Regions from separate parts of the Sus scrofa genome. Here region 1 is linked to region 2. The links are chromatin contacts, called in public Hi-C maps. All regions are on one chromosome and are shown on one strand. The core of a region is the stretch at or near the end of the contact, and the rest is flanking DNA. Distances in the headings are between cores, read along the strand shown. Region 1 overlaps LOC102166141 (a long non-coding RNA gene). Region 2 has its middle 170 kb from the start of MYO3A.

Region 1 (2,795 bases), core at 196-2,695, 460 kb after region 2:
ATCTTGAGGTGCTGACTTGTTCAGCTCCAGTGGAACTGGGCCATAACTTCCCACAGTGGGGTCCTTTGCTGTGGGCTGGATTGAGTGAGCCTAGGGCCCCTTAAGGAGCCAGTGCAGACAGTGCTGTGAGCAGGTGTGTAAAGCCGGGGGGGTTAGCACTGATCTAGCAGCCCTTGAAGTTGCCTTCCATTCATCAGAAGAGTCAGTTCTTACAGGCCCCCTGCCATCTCTCACCCTGCCTCAGGTCCAACACAGCGGGCCCAGTGTGTGGCTGAGGGACATTTTTTTTTTTTTTTTTTTTTTTTGATCCCTGTTAGAAGACATGGCTCTGGTGACCTTGACCTCATTCATCTAGTTTGCAGCTTCTGCCACTTCTCTTTTCCCCCAAAGAGCTCTGTTAGTGTTACCTGGTGGCTGCTTCCTGCGCCATGAATCAGCACGCTGTCATCAATCCCCCTGTGAATTCTGAGAACCTGTTCCTCTGAACACTTGGCTGGCACCCTACCTCCTGACGCTTCCCTGTGAGGGCTTGGAAGCTGCTTTGCAGTCTTGAATGGTTTCCCATTTGTTATAGGTATACGTCTTGTTTTCACAGTTAGAACTCCTTGAGAGCAAGGGCTCTGCGTTGTTCCTTTTAAAGCCCTTGTATGTGATCACCTCAATGCAAGAATAAGCCCTCTGTGAACAAAATGACAATCAAGACTCCTCGGTGCTTCTCCACTCATCAGAACACAAGGAGACGAGACCCGAGATGGGCCTGAGCTGGCCCATTCTTTCTGCACAAGCCCCTCCACCTCAGGGCAGGACTGAACCTTAAGGCCAATCCTCAGCATGGGAGAGCCCTTAGGGACCCAAAAAACAGTATTTCAGAGAATGATAATGAGGCTCAGAAAATGTCCCCCTCTCCACATCACCCACACCATCCCTCTGTACTGGCCCCCAGGGCCTTTATCCAAGAGGCAGCTCCCTTTTGCTTTAAGACGAGGAGGAGGAAGCGAGCAGGAGCAAGCAGGTCTGACAGTCTCTGCTTCTTTTTCCAGACTCTGGAAGCTGAGGGGAGCCAGGCTTCTGACGAGTCCCCCACTCCTGCTTTCAGATGCTAATGAGCCTGGCCCACAGCCTCCTGGCTGAGCTCCTGGTCAAGGAGTTCAGCCCAGCACTGACCTCAAATGACTGGTCACAGATCTTCTCAAAGCTTTTCTGATTTAAACCCAGTTCCTCTGCATCTCCCCCAACCTCCCCAAAGAAAACAGCTCCAGGACTCATAAAACAAGGTAAGCTCGCCTTGCTCCTGCTCCAGGCGTCGCCCTGAAGGGGTTATGCTCTCCATCAGCCATTTGCGTACCAGAGCTTAGAAAATCGGCTCCTGGGGGAGGGTGTCCCAGAACCAGTTTCTCTACCCAAGTCGGACCTCAGACAAGGCTCATTATGCAAAGCAGGCACAAGATGGACAGTTTGGCAGGAGTTCAGTTACCTCAGAACTCTCGCCAGCTGTCTACACAGAGGAAGTAGTGTGTTAATTAATGGGAAATTCATGTGAAGGAGGTTCATTCCACGTTTCAGAGCAAAGCCCCCGTCAGGAAACAAGGGCCCGAAGAGAGTCACGGCATCAGGCAGGATGGGGGTGTTTGTGAAGGAAGTGGTGGTCCTGCCTTTCCTCCAGAGCATCCCACAGTCTCTCCCTCCTCCCCACGCTAACGAGACCCTCTCCTCCCCATTGGCACCCACAGCAGAGGAAATGAGGCTTTTCAGAATATTCATCGCCTGCAGAACCACCTCTGCAGGGAGGCACAGCCCGCAGTCACAGCGCCTCTGGCTGTAAGCGTGGGCTGTAAAGATGCTGCTCGGCAGCCTGGCTCCCCGCTTCCCCAGGGGTGTTTCTGCTCCATTAACACCCTCTCCGTCAGCCCCTCACGGAGCTGACACCCAGCCCTGTTCACGCTGAATGTCAACTGCTGCTTCCTGCGTCTGTGTCTCCCACGGGACCCTGCGTTCCCTGAGGACATAGCCCAGCCACATTCATTGGCCCATATTGTAGGATGATTAAACATATTGAGTAAATGCTTGGAAGAATGAATGACTCAACCCCCAGGATAGGCTGTGATAAACGAAGATTAAAATGAAAATCTTCATGAGGCCCAAGTGATACTACTCCAGAATATTCTCATTCTGAAAGCCTTTCACCCATCTAGAGAAAGGAATTGGAGACTTTTAAACACTGGGTAATTGGGAGAGAGAAGAGTTTGGGGAAAATCCAGTGGCCAATCAGAGCAGAACAGTGGGACCCCTTAAGACCAGGATACAGGCAATAAGGTGACGTCTTGTCTGTAGAGAATTTAAGCAATAAGAGGAGTTCCCATCATGGCTCAGTGGTTAATGAATCCGACTAGGAACCATGAGGTTGCGGGTTCGATCCCTGGCCTTGCTCAGGGGTTAAGGATCTGGTGTTGCCATGAGCCGTGGTGTAGGTTGCAGATGCGGCTCAGATCCCGCGTTGTTGTGGCTGTGGCGTAGATTCCCTAGCCTGGGAATCTCCATATGCCGCGGGAGCGGCCCTGGAAAAGGCAAAACAAGACCAAAAAAAAAAAAAAGCAATCAGAATCTGACCACAATTGGTTTACTTTTTTATCACCTCTGCCAGCAATTTTAAACAATGTCATTGATAAAAATACCTCTTCCTAAAAAAAAAAAAAAAAAAAAAAAAAAAACAAACTTTCGCTGATCAAAGTTGTAAGCTATTGCTGCAGTTTATTGTCGAGTATTATAACAAGAGAAATCCCATTGTGTTTCTTTTG
Region 2 (2,700 bases), core at 8-2,507:
CTAGGGGTTGAATTGGAGCTGTAGCCACTGGCCTATGCAACAGTCATAGGAACGCTAGAGCTGAGCCACGTCTGCGAAATACATCATAGCTCACAGCAACACTGGATTCTTAACCTACTGAGCAAGGCCAGGGATGGAACCTGTGTCCTCATGGATGCTATTCAGATTTGTTTCCATTGAGCCACAACGGGATCTCCTACCATTTGGATATTAAGGGGAGAAACAAAACCTTATTTTTGTGGATGCATCAAAGGTGTGTAGTAAAAATACAAAAATAGCTAATTTACAGCATTTTTATCTCTATTTCTGCTACAACAGACAGAAACACAGTCTACTCTTTTGCTTCTGTGATTTCATATTTATTTGTATGTAGGAAGTTTTTTTTCCACAGGAAAAAGAAGAAAGTGTGCCTTTTGATAAATGAGTTTATTCTAAGATCTTTAGAGTGATTGATGATAATGATTAATATGTGTTTGTAGGTAGAGTCACACACCATGAATATGTGTCATTAATATATTTTCCCAAATAAACTTTGTTTCACAAGAATCTTGAGTGGAGGGTAATACAATTTTCATTTCGTTTCCCTATTTCTGGACAGGAGTTCTAAATTCATATGCAGCATGTAATTCCCTAGGATTCCTCTTGTGCATCTGATACAAACCTGAAGCTGGGGTAAGGCCACTCCCGCTGGATTATTAACTGTGGGAGTCCCTGCTGTGGTGGAGTGCACCAACAGTCAGACTGCTGCCGCTGAGGTCATTGTGGAGGCTCATGTTGGAGCATTGCCTGTGCTGCTGCTTAGGTCGAAGCTGCAGCTGGGATCCAATCCCTTACCCAGGAACTTCCATATGCCACTTTTTAAATGGGTGCAGCCATTTAAGAGAAAGAAAGAGAGAGAGGGAAAGAAAGAGAAAGAAAGAAAGAAAGAAAGAAAGAGAGAGAGAGAAAGAAAGAAAGATGGAAGGAAGGAAGGAGGGAGAAAGAAAGGAAGGAAGGAAAGAAAAGAAAGAAAGAGGAAGGAAGGAAGGAAGAAAAAAAAGAGAGAGAAAGAAAGAGATAAAGAAACTGTAAAAAGTGGCTCCAGAGAAAAGCACAGGAGGGAGAAGCTACTCTGAGCGGCTCTGGTGAGAAAAGTCAATATTTTTGCAGCAGACTTGAAATGTAGCCTCTGGAAACTGTTTCTTCCTCTTGGTCATTGGCAGGCAGCCCCCTTTCCCTGCAGTTCTGAGCTTCACCTCTAAGGGACGCTGCTGTATTGAGTTTCACCACAGAGAAACCAAACTGAAAGTTGGGAAAAATCAATGACGATGAGATCACTTCCTCTGTGTGTCTTTCCACTTCGGGGAATGTTTTTCAATTAAAACGCCAGGCACAGACAATCATCATTCATGGCCTGCCTCCTTCAGAGCTCGGTTGGAGGCCAGGGCCAGCAGGAGCAAGGCTCTTTATTTTAAGGCGCTGCCTGTGCCGTGGAAAGAGGAACCAGAAATAGACCTGGGGAAAAAACAAGAGAATGGGACTTAGCAGATGCTCAGAGCCGTTTTTCTTTATAAATATATCTGTCCACTTCCCACTCTCTTCCCTGTCACTGCAGGCCATTAGCACTCTATTTTTGTCCCTGGGGAGGCTCTGGGCTGGGCCCACCCTGCTTCCCCTCCTGGTAGATAATCTGGGTGAGGGCAGCACTCCTGGGCTGAGGGTTTGACATCACAAGTTATTTTTATCCCAGTAGATTGCAATATCATAACAGCATGTATCTTGTGCCAAAGAATGGCCCCAAAGCTGACAAAGAGGAGAAATTATCTCAAAGATAAATTCCCGGATCTCAAAATGCTTCTCCAGGTGGACTATTTAAAGCCATGGCAAAAACCTAGTGACAAAAATATACACATCTTGAGTGTGGCCTGGAAAGCAATGTAATATCTCTTCCAGTTTCATAATCACCCGAAGAAGGCATGTCCACTATCTAGAGGAGCTACATGGCCCCTGGTCGTAATTAAAATTGGAGTCCAAGAAAGGGGCCCCGTCACCCTAGATGTGTCCAAAGTTATCCTCCGAGCTTTCCTTCGCTAATTACAATGGTCCTACTGTGATTCCCTTTGGGTTAAATTGTGATCTGGGGATGGAAGCTGAATAATTCCTGAAGCTGCAGCCCCATCTCCACACGATCCTTAAATGGAGAACAGTTGATTGGGATGCAGGAAAAGGAAACAGACTTCCAGGAGAAGGCAAAATAGAGGATCCAGGGAGAAGCCACTCAGCAGCTGGGTCATGGAGACGGTTGGTGTGAGAAGGGGATGCCTGAAGCCCTGAGGGGGCCCTGGAAACACACCTTAGGCAGCGGGACTCAGCATGACATGGGACCATGTGAAATGGCTCTTTTGGGCATCATCAGGTGGCTCTGCCGCCCAGCCACCCTGAATACCAGTGGGGTCTGCCAGCTTTGGTGAGCAGCTCTGCTCCAAGCCAGGGCTGCCAGCTCCTGAGCTCTTGGACTGTTGCAGCTGCATTGACCCCTCTGAGGCACCCTAGCATCACTGTACTTTCTCTAAACTCGGTGGGTTTGGGTGTTGATTATCCTGAGCCATTCTTGTTTAACACATCTAACAGATAACATCTCCATAGAAGACACCCCCGTCCTGCAGCATGGCCACAGTGCTGCCTGTTATACAATTAAATAAGGTGATAGTTTTAGCACAT

The links. A called contact is a pair of places that touch in the nucleus more often than the background predicts.
Region 1: a contact with region 2 is called in a Hi-C map of subcutaneous adipose tissue, with 3 times the contacts expected there. The contact joins two enhancer-like sites. A contact is called at or near these places in 1 of 5 promoter capture datasets (liver), 19 of 47 Hi-C or Micro-C datasets (adipose tissue, alveolar macrophages, brain and 11 more) and 1 of 2 datasets of contacts at active chromatin or transcription factors (skeletal muscle).

What each region holds. Positions count from the first base shown.
Region 1 is chr10:50,255,931-50,258,725 of Sscrofa11.1, forward strand. All of the region lies in intron 3 of LOC102166141 (a long non-coding RNA gene), which reads left to right. Among named protein-coding and RNA genes, the nearest start is that of THNSL1, 53 kb to the right of the region's middle. Within about 2 kb of position 1,446, at least 25 of the 83 cell types and tissues checked have an H3K27ac peak or open chromatin away from gene starts, as enhancers often do. A contact at or near this core is called in adipose tissue and subcutaneous adipose tissue, where this site is marked.
Region 2 is chr10:49,793,009-49,795,708 of Sscrofa11.1, forward strand. No RefSeq gene overlaps it. Among named protein-coding and RNA genes, the nearest start is that of MYO3A, 170 kb to the left of the region's middle. Within about 2 kb of position 1,258, at least 32 of the 83 cell types and tissues checked have an H3K27ac peak or open chromatin away from gene starts, as enhancers often do. A contact at or near this core is called in adipose tissue and subcutaneous adipose tissue, where this site is marked.